2 separate regions of the Sus scrofa genome follow, and region 1 is linked to region 2. Evidence: chromatin contacts called from public HiChIP or PLAC-seq data. All regions are on one chromosome and are shown on one strand. Each heading gives the region's core, a stretch centred on a gene start, on an enhancer-like site or on the middle of the called end of the contact. The rest is flanking DNA. Distances are from core to core; before and after follow the strand shown. Region 1 holds the start of UPF2 (regulator of nonsense transcripts 2). Region 2 holds the start of SEC61A2 (protein transport protein Sec61 subunit alpha).

What was found. HiChIP or PLAC-seq counts read pairs in DNA pulled down with a chosen protein or histone mark.
Region 1: an H3K27ac HiChIP or PLAC-seq map of alveolar macrophages shows a contact between it and region 2. The contact joins the promoter of UPF2 here to the promoter of SEC61A2 in region 2. A contact is called at or near these places in 1 of 5 promoter capture datasets (liver), 5 of 47 Hi-C or Micro-C datasets (alveolar macrophages, epiblast stem cells, liver and 1 more) and 2 of 2 datasets of contacts at active chromatin or transcription factors (alveolar macrophages and skeletal muscle).

The regions. Positions count from the first base shown.
Region 1 is chr10:59,890,217-59,895,571 of Sscrofa11.1, forward strand. UPF2 (regulator of nonsense transcripts 2) reads left to right here and starts at 2,890. Exons shown (of 24, transcript XM_021064994.1): 1 at 2,890-2,970; 2 at 3,868-4,062.
Region 2 is chr10:59,815,095-59,820,568 of Sscrofa11.1, forward strand. It overlaps SEC61A2 (protein transport protein Sec61 subunit alpha), which reads right to left and starts at 1,945. Exons shown (of 12, transcript XM_003130808.6): 1 at 1,763-1,945. The coding sequence starts at 1,769. DHTKD1 (probable 2-oxoglutarate dehydrogenase E1 component DHKTD1, mitochondrial) reads right to left here. Exons shown (of 16, transcript XM_021064993.1): 16 at 5,324-5,474.

The sequences.
Region 1 (5,355 bases), core at 1,640-4,139, 76 kb after region 2:
GTGGAAATTCCCAGGTCAGGCATCGAACCTCTGCCACAGCACTGGAATGATAATGCCAGATCCTTAACCCACTGAGGGAACCCAGTGGGAACTCCACATGCTTTCTTCTTTAACACCTGAGGAAAGGCCAAGATTGATTTGATTGAGGAGAAGGATTTATCAACAGCATAGGCCAATCTTCTAAAGACAATCAGATAAAATGAGAAAGAGAACTTTGATGAGAATGTGAGGGCCATTGCCATGGTGTTTTGGGATAGTCCTCTCATAACTATTCATCAGTTGTACAGAACAGCAGTATTTGTCTTTCTTTCTCTTTCACTGCCCTTTAAATGACAAACCTAGTGATAGCGTTTTTTTGTTGTTGTTTTTCGGCCACACCTGTGGCATATGGAAGTTCCTGAGCTAGGGATGGAATCTGAGCCAGAGATGCAACATATGCCACAGGTGCAGCAGAGCCAGATCTTTAACCCACTGCTCCCGGCTGGGGATTGAACAGGTGCTGCCACAGAGTCACTCCAGATCATTAACCCACTGCACTACAGCAGGAACGCCTTTGTTTGTTTTTAATTTAAGTATAGGAAGTATCAACACTCAGTTTGGAAGGGCAATGTGTATGCTAAGAATAAACGGTAAGTGGAAGCAACCTAAGTGTCCATCGACAGACGAATGGATAAAGAAGATGTAATATATAAAATATATACACACGTGTACATACATACACATAAATACACACACACACACACACTGCAATACTACTCAGCAGTAAAAACCTGAAATTGTGCCATTTGCAACAACGTGATGGACTTTGAGGGTTTTATGCTTAGTGAAATCAACCAGACACAGAAAGACAAATACTTGAGGTAATCACTTATATGTGGAATCTAAAAAATAAAAAAAACTACTGAATATAACAAAAAAAGAAACAGACACAGATATAGAGAACAAACTAGTGGTTACAACTGGGGAGAGGGCAGGGGGAGGGGCAAGGTAGAGGTGGGGGCTAAGAGGTACAAACTACTATGCATAATAAAGTTACTGAAATGGAGTTTTAACCAAAGAACAACCCCCCCCCCTTGGCTAAGAAGGCAGCTGCAAGCCTTTCCAGCTGTGCTTATCACTATACCACCCTTCTTATAATAATGTAACAACTGTGTACTCTATATCCAAGCCAGCAGCCCTGCTCATCAGGTACCCAGCATTGCTTATCAGTTCCGCTTCTGCAACCTTGCCGGCTCAGTTTCTTAGGGAGGAAGACTGCTTGGGGATGGGGGAGGTCCGGGATGCTTACATGGGAAAATCAAGACCTTGTAGTGTATAAAAGTTACTGAGAACAAAGACCTGGTGCTCAGACTCTGGAGGTGACTCCTCTGAGCCCGCACCGGTGCTGAATAAACCTTGCTTTTCCATATTTCCGAGTGCTGTTTGTCTCCTTCCATTGCCACGGTTTTTGTGGTTTCCGCAACATTACAAGGATATATTGCACAGCACAAAGAATATAGCCAATGTTTTATAATAATTATTAAATTCGCGAATCACCACGCTCTATACCTGAAACATACAATATTGAAAATCAATTATATCCCAGTTGGGAAAAAAATAATAAATGGTAAGTAAAAACAGTAAACAGAAAGAAGCAAATGGGCAAAAGCTGAATAGGAGGGACCTGCCTCAAGTGTTTCTAGTTGCTCCTAGCTCACTTTGGGGGCGGGGCGCCGCAGGTGGAGCAAGAATCAAGACCAGTTCTGCACCTTTGCTCCTTTGGCTCCTGACCAGCCAAAGCCGGCCAGTACTGAACACCCAGCCAGATTCTGCTGGCAAACCTTAGCAATGTTTGGATAAAAATTGGAGGCCAGATGCACGAATTCAGACATTTAAGAGAAAATAAGCTGGTACCACTTTTAAAAGTTGATTTGGTTCCGCATTCAGTGGAAATGGCAAGCGTAGCAAATTTTTTTTAACCTGGTCATTTCATTTAATAATTCATTGTAATTTAAAAAATCTGCTTGCTAGAACGGTACTTTCTAAGACCTGTGTAGGAAAAACCTTAATTGTCTTCACCCTGGGGTACTTTTAGGTGGAACACCTGAAACTGCTTCTGGAAATTCCCCAACCGGACTTTCGTAGTCTTTCTAGGGCACTCTTAAATCGAAACCTGTTCCTAACCAACTTGCACCTTCCTCACCAGCCATATTCTTTAACCTCTCCAGTTTTCAACTTCCTAAATCTTCAACCTCACCCCATGCATTAATCCAATCAAACTTTCCCTTCTTAGACCTCTTCCTTACATTCGCTCCAGGAAACTCCCATGAGAGTCACGTGGCTAAGTTTGTCCTTAATGGCGCCCCGTAATTCGCCTACCGTTCCACCGCCCTTCCTCACCTCCTGTTAGCTCCGCCCCTCCCCATTCTCGCTTTACCCCCCGGCCCCCCCACCTCAGTGCCTGCGCCTGCGTACCTCCAATTCAGGAGCTTTCCCTTTCCTGGCGACCAATCCACTTCCTGCCTCCGGTCCTCGGAACACTCCTCCCCCTCCACTGAGGCCCTGGATTGAGGGGCTTGCTGTGGCTGCCCTACGCATTGCCTGTCTGAAAAAATTAGCTCCTCTTAAAGGAGTGGGTAATTTGAAGCAGCCGCTATGTGTGCGGCACCTATCTGAGACTTTGCTCGTGACCCGCCACCCCGAAGCTAAGCCAAGGACGTGGAGATGCCGGCGGAAGGGCGCCTCGGACTGTTTTCGGTCCGGCAATCGCTCGGACGGCTGCTTCCTTTCCACCTCCCTCCGCCCCGCCCCCACTCGCAGCCGGGCCGCGCTGGTGAGTGGCGGGCGGGAGGGCCGGCGGGCGGAGGGAGGAGGGGGAGCTGAGGGAAGGCGGGCCCTCGGCTGCGAGCTAGGTGGGGGAGGGGAGGGGAGAGCCCGAGCGCTGGAGTTGGTGCTGGGAAACCCGGGGCTAATGTTGACAACAGGCTCGAGGTGAGTCCCGGGGAACCTCCTTCTCCTCCGCTCCAACGACCGGGAGGGAGCGGGGCTGAGGGGCACCGGCCTGGACTCCTACTCCCTGGGGGACCCGAGAGGCGACTCCGCACCTCAGCGCTCCGGGGGCGGCGAGCGGGAGCCGGACCGCGGGTCCGGCGTCCTCCTCCTCAGACCCCTCTCTCTCGGGAGTTCCCGTCAACGCGGGAGCCGCCGGCCCGGGGTCGGCCAGAGGGGCGGTCTAGAGGGGTGCCTGCCCCACATGCCGGGGCTGGGCCTCGGGGCCGGAGGCCGGGAGCCCGCCGCGGCGGGGTGAAGGGGCTTGGGGGTGTGGAGGAGGCGAGGAGGTTGGGGAGAGCTCTTCGGGAGCCGGGAACGAAGCGAGGGCGAGGAAGCGGGCGGGTGCGTGTGTGGGATGATGCGGAGCCGGGGACCGGCCGGAGCGTGTCGGGCTCCGGTGGTGAGGGAGTGTGGGGTGCGAAGTTAGGGCTGGGGCGGGGGTGGTCGGCGCAGGTGACCGTGGACCCCGGGGGAAGGGGAGTTGTGGCCGGGAAGCGAGGGGGGTCGAGGCGTGTGGAGCAGGAGCAGGGGGTTGTGGGAGCGCTGTGTTTAGGCGCAGGGGTTTGGGTGTACTTGGGAGTGGTGGGCGAGGATTATTCGGTGTGCTTCTTTTCAGTCCCATGGGCCGGTGATTCTTCACTTTGCCTTCATCCCGGGGCTCCAGGTCTTCTCTTGTTGGCACAGTTGAACTAAGGAGATGATCTCGGGGTATTTGGTCTCCAGGTTGGCCAAGCAGAGCCAGCTTACAGGCTTGGGGGGGGGGTACCCTCAGGACCGGACTTGTACTTAGTGAGGCATCGGATCTAAGCAAAACTACCACTCGCTCTTCTCATTTAGCACAGTTTTTAGGTGTTGATGAGAATTGTACAGCTCTTCAAGAATACCGTTTTTGAACTCTGGCGAAATTTGGGAAAACTTTGAATGAGTCCCTTTTACTGCGGACGTTTCTTTAAAGTCAAAGACTGGGAGGTAATGCCCCTGGTGCGGTTCTGCCCTTAAGAACATTTTGAATGAATAACCCAGAATTAAAAGGTAAAACGGCATTCTTTTACTCTGGAGCATTTTCGGAGCAGACTCATTGTGATTTCATACATAGTTCATTTGGTACTTTGTGCAGGAATATGATTAAAAGGGAAACCCCCCTTTCTCTGCACTCCAGGTACACACTATTGGTAGTACCTGTTTTCCTAGTAAAGTAGTTTTACTTTCTTTTGCAAGTTCAGAGTATACTTAGAAAACCAAATAAAATACACAGCCCAGGGCCAGGACACTATTTTGGGAGCTAGGAAGGTGGTTTTAAAGCGTGGCTTCCTTTTAAGGACTGTGTGAATGTAATTGTACTTGATAAAATAACTTGTAAAAGCTGATTGTATCCCAATTCAAAGGTCACTGATTTTATCTTATTTTGAGATAGAACCTATTTAAAAGTTTTGGGTTTTATTTGAAAGACTGTTTGAATACTTTAGGTAAAATATTTGTTTAGGGCATGTGTTTGGTAAGATAATTTAAAGACATTTTTGTATTTCATTCAATAAAATTTAATGCTCAGTTTTATTTTTTTAAATTGATACAGAAATGCATAATCTGAGTTATGTTTATATCTTTTATTTGGTTTTTAAAATTTTAGAGTCATAGTATGTAGTTGAAAAGAGCACTAGACACACAGTCTCAGTGCAGCCACTACAACTAGTTGTGTAATCTTGGGCAGGTCACTCTGTAAAACTTGAGGATTGGAGTAGCTAAAATCTAGTACTTCTAACTTGAAAAATCTCATTTTAGGGTGAACTTTTCGGTGTTGTCTGTGAAAGAATAAACATTTGTTGAATGCTGCCTTACTCTTGTGCTAAAAGTGTAAGAACTCTGTCGGAGAGGTAGCAGTATCTCCTTTTTATTGATAAATAGACTCAGAGAAGTTACATTGCCCAGTTTCGATAACTAGCAGGTTTCAGAGTTGGGATGCAAACTTAAAGTCTGAGTGACTTTAAAGCTTATAGTATTTTCACATGTTGCATTGTTGCTTTTACATGAACCTTTAGATTTTCATCGTATTTTTTGTTCACTGAAATTTAGTTCTGTGTGTACTTTCAGTATATGTTTGTAATGCAAGGAGGAAATGACTCAAAGAAGGCACCAGGACCAAGACTTAAGGGTCTTATTGAGAATCTGTTTTGTCATGGTCCAGAGCAGAATCTAAGTCATTAATGCCTACTGCAGTTTGATACAGAAAACACAAATCTGTTGAATAGGAGTTCCTGTCATGGTTCAGCAGTTAATGAGCCAGACTAGTATCCATGAGGATGAGGGTTGGATCCCTGCCTCACTCAG
Region 2 (5,474 bases), core at 695-3,194:
TCTTTAATATATGCAAAAAAAAGGGGATACTATCCCTACACCAAAAAGAGCAAACCCAGGCCACCCACAAGTCCATACACCACAGAAGGAAACAGGACAATCAGAGGGGGAAAGTCCAACAGGAAATGGGCTGAAACTGCAGGGCCGACTGCATCTGGGACTGAAACACACCGTGATGCACAAGTGAGAAACATCACGGCACCACCTTTTATAAACAGGTTTTTAAAACACTGTATTCAATCTCTGCTTCATTTCCTTAGGTCACTATTCACTGCGGGTCGCTCTCCCACCTAAGGACCTCTCAGCCCTTGTGCAGTCATCAGCCCAGGTAAGGACAATGACACTTCATTAGAAAGTACTGTTTTCCCAGACAACTCGTAATATATAAAAGTAAGATCACTGAAGGTTCTTTAAGGCTAGGCACTCTCTTCTGGCATGGCTTGAGTCAAGTCCTGCCAAAGAACTGGAGGATGAAAATGACAATTCCTCAGCCTTTGCCAGTGTCTGCCATGTCCAGAAACACAAGAAGCCACAACGAGCTATTAGCGGTGGTCATCTTCCCTCACAAACACGGGATTCTGTTCACTGACATCACGAAATTGTTTTACACCTGACGTGCGGAGTGACACCTCAGCAGTTAGCCAAAAGGGGACTCTACGCTCTTGCTATAAAACCTCCCAAAATGATGGCAGCCACTGATGTTTGGCAGAAGAATGCCGAAAATGCTCATGGGCAGGTGTGTGTCGGCCACGTACCATTTCAGATGACTTTGAAAGTAAATGTGAATTATGGAAAATGTTCATCTCCAATGCAGAACCAACGTCAATCCCATCAGGAAATGTCCTGGAATCCCCGTCACCCCTTTTCGTTCCCATTTCAACCACGTGCCCTCCCAGGTTTCTTGGCTTATGATCACATGCGTTGGAGTGTTCAGGTTCAAGCAATGCTTTTGTCTGCCACTTGTCTACTCCTGTGTTGCAAAATTTAACCCTTTATACTGAAAATTCAAGCCCAAGTGTCGCCCCTACTTCCTTCCTAGCTTCCCCAAATGTCTCCTAGTTGGCTGGCCAATGGGTGCACAGCTTGGGTTTGCGGTAATCCATTCATCCAACAATCACCCGAACAGCTATGTAAGAATATTTGCGAAGATACGTGGTGTTGCGTTCGGGAGACGGCCCTCAAAAGATCCCCATTATACAAGGCCTTGTCCCCAAAGCTTATATGCCCTTATGCTGAGTTTTCAGTAAATGCTTACAGAATGACTTAAATACAAAATTTAAGGAAAATGCTATACCACCAACCTCCTTTCCTCGCCTACAACACACGCCATGCATCGCTTTTAAAAAAAATGAAACAAATCAGGGAGCTTCACTCGTCACAACTAACATACCAAGGAAGGGTGACTTGGGAATAAAAATATGAGTTTCCAAAGCCCCTGAAAAATTAACAGTGGTCCAGTTTTCGCCCGGTTGCCTAACTCCCCGCCCCCGAAACCAATGGCCTCCCCGCGCGGTCCTCCGCTCCTCGCCACCCACTGAACTTAGATCCTGGGCCTCCAGGTCGGGTCCCTGCAACTGGCCTGGCGAGGCCTCGCACTGGCGGCGCCTCGGCGGAGGTCCCCAACCCACGCCCTCCGCAGCTGCCCGGCGCAGCCCGCGCCTCCCCGCCCGCGGGCCGGACGACGCCAGGGCGGGCGCCAACCCCACTCCCGCGGTTCGTCGGCGCCTGCGCCCCCGGCGGGAGCCTCGCCGCCGCTACTCACTGCCCATGGCGGCGGCTGCGGTGGCCCGGCGGGGCCCAGCGGCCTCGGAGCGGCCTTAGCTCGGGTCCCGCGTCTGGGGCCTCGGCGCCAGCTCCCGACGCGCTCCGGCCAGCCCGGCACAGGCTCCGCCCCGAGCCACGTGACACGCGCCCTGCCCCGCCCCCCGACGAGGCGCTGGCCGTTGGCCGCTGGTGCGCTGACGTCACCGCGTTGCCATGGCCACCGCCGGCGCTCCCGAGGGCGTGCTCACGCGGGGTCCTGGAGCAGGGAAGCTCTGTGAGGCTACAGCAAACCAGGCCTTTATGCTGGGAGCACGTCTCCGAGTTCAGTGTCCAGCAAGGGTCATCTCTTTGCCAGCCAGAGCGGCAGCCCCAGGAACGCAGGCCGGATTCGATCCCAAGGCCTGAAACAGCAGCCCCTAGAACCAGCGTCACCCAAACAAACTTTTTATTTTGCTTCCAAATTATTGGAACCTCTAGGAAGTTTTCAGAAACTTGGGACATTTTGTCCAAATTAATAGCTTCTGAACGCTCCACTATCTCCCTCTTACACTCTACACTCTTTAGCTTCTCCGAAATAGATCAGAATTTTGTCCCTCTGGACTAATCCCTTTTGTCCCCTCTCAGACAGGATAGTATAAAGGAAAGCAATACAGCCTTAAAAATCTGCTGGCCTCACATTTTTAATTCTTTTTTTTTTTTTTTTTTTTTTCCCGCATCTTTAGGGCCGCACCCGAGGCATATGGAGGTCAAATCAGAGCTACAGCTGCCACCTACACCACAGCCACGGAAACACCAGATCCAAGCTGTGTCTGCAACCTTCTCCATAGCTCACAGCAATGCTGGATCCTTAACCCACTGAGGGAGGCCAAGGATGGAACCTGCCTCCTCATGGATGCTAGTCAGGTTTGTTAACCGCTGAGCCCTGATGGGAACTCCTAATTCCTATTTCTTTTTTTTTTTCTTTCTTTTTTGTCTTTTTGGAGCCACACCGGTAGCACAAGGAGGTTCCCAGGCTAGATGTCTAATCAGAGCTATAGCTGCTGGCCTACGCCACAGCCAGAGCAAAGCCAGATCTGAGCTGCGTCTGCAACTTATACCACAGCTCACGCAAGGCCACATCCTTAACCCACTGAGCTAGGCCAGGGATCGAACCCACAACCTCATGGTTCCTAGTTGGATTCATTTCCACTTCGCCGTGATGGGAACTCCTCCTTACTCAAATTTCAAACCCCTGTGATCTAACTTCTGCTCTAACACCTGATGAAACAAGCAACTTCAAAGGTCACTTAATCACTTATAATCACCAAATCCAATGATCCGTTTTAACATTCAGATCTATGTCCAAGAAGGAAGCAAAATACATAAGTGCTCACGGGCGTGCGCGCACACACACACTTCTCTTTGCCCACACTCTAGCCAGGCTCCTCTGAACCCTTTTTCCACTAGGCCTTACCTTGGACAATAAAGAGTTGAATAAATGCAACATGTAATTCCTAATACATCCATCCCTAGGCTGACCCCGGCCCCCTTAAAGTATCTGCCTGGGGAGCTCAAGGCTGCCGGAAGAATTGACCCCTTGTTGCACTCGGAGATGGACAGCATCCATGGCTCCCAGCCTCTGTGGAAGGATAGGAGCCTAACTGCAGTTCTCACCACTTAACAGGCCTGGATGGCTTTCACATGGACCAAGCCCTCCCGTTCTGTGTAATTTTTCACTTCCCTGACTCTACTCTGAGCCCCCATTCTACCCCCTTTCTCTCCTCCCTTGTTTCTCTTAAATGCCAGCCATCTCTATACACATTCAAGTGGGATTTAGTTCACGCTGGATTCTTTTCTTTGCTGCCATACATGGTATATTACCCACTGAAAGCTGTCCTTACCACTTTAGTGTCCAGCTTTGTCTTTCAACAAACTTACATACTTACGTATACACACATACACATGCACGTACATATGACAATTTAGACTGGGCTTGCGTGGCTCTTTGCTCCATTAGGGATCATCAGGGACAGCTCCAAGGCTGGGGGCTTGAATTGTCAGGAGGCTCTCTCACCCCAAGTCTGGCATCTGAAGCTGGTTCACAGCTAAGACCTCAGCAGAAGCTGGCAGCTTGAACATCTCCAAATGGCTTCTCTGTGTGGCCTAGGCTTCCCTACAGATTCAAGCCAAAGTTGCAGCTATAGCAATGCCAGATCCTTAACCCACTGTGCTAGACTGGGGATCGAACCTGCATCCCAGTGCTCTGGAGATGCCACAGCTGCTCCTGTGGTGTCACAGCGGGAATTCCAAGGTCTTGATTCTTAACCTGTGACTTCCTTCTTAATTTCTTTAAATAATAATAATTAAGAAATTCTTTTATTTCTCTAAACCGTATTTCTTCAATCTTGTAAAAGCAATACTTTATCTATTGTCAGTCAAGGAATTTTTTAAAATAATAAACTAAGGTAATGTAATCAGAACAAAAAAAGGCTATGCTTTAGAATATTTTTGCTTATGGTATGTGCATGGAAAACCTAGTACAATGGAACAAAATTGTCCTTATAAAAAAGAAAATTTTATTTTACTAAGAATAATGCGTCATTTTAGGAGTCCCCATTGTGGCTCAGAGCTTAACGAATCCGACTAGGAACCATGAGTTGTGAGTTCGATCCCTGGCCTCGATCAGTGGGTTAATGATCTGGTGTTGCCATGAGCTGTGGTGTAGGTTGCAGACGCAGCTCGGATCCCACGTTGCTGTGGCTCTGGTGTAGGCTGGTGGCTATAGCTCCAATTAGACCCCTAGCCTGGGAACCTCCATATGCCGCAGGTGCGGCCCTAGAAAAGGCAAAAAGACAAAAAAAAGAATAATATGTCATTTTAAACAAAAGATATTGTTAATATATCTATTAACATGTATTTCTCTTCACTGACTACCCAATTTGAGCTCTAGTCTTCATTGAATATGAAATTTAGCATAAATTGATATTAATATCACATCATCAATTTTTAAAATATTTTACTTTAATATTTTTATCCCATACTTTATCATGGGAGTATCTGATGTGGAATTCTTCAAATGGTCCCTTTCTGCAAGGTAATTCAACATGCTGATCCACATTGCGGTGCTGATTGAGAGTAAGAAGGTTAAGATACCGAAGACACATCTGGAGATGTGAGAAGAAACCATAAACAGACTGCTGAGGTGTCCAGTTAGAAATTGGAGCGATCTAAACTAAGCTTAAAAAAAAAAAATCTGCGAGTTCCCATCATGGCGCGGTGCAGATGAATCTGACTAGGAACCATGAGGTTGCGGGTTCAATCCCTGGCCTTGCTCAGTGGGTTAAAGATCCACCGTTGCCATGAGCTGTGGTGTAGGTTACAGACACAGCTTGGATCTGGCATTGCTGTGGCTGTGGTGTAGGCCAGCAGCTGTAGTTCCGATTAGACCCCTAGCCTGGGAACCTCTATATGCTATGGGTGCGGCCCTAAAAAGCAAAAAAAAAAGAAAAAGAAAAATCTGGTTTTCCATCTCATTTTGTGCTTAGACTTTTGAAATTTTTTTAATTCAAGAAACCAAGAATTCTGAAAAACAATGACACTGTATTTTTATTTTTTTCCTAGTTCAACATACAATGTTGTTAACCATTCTTATTAAATTGACCTTTGTAATTAATCAATACACTAATGTACACAATTAAGGTATGAATCATGAATCTTCTGCTGTGGCCAGA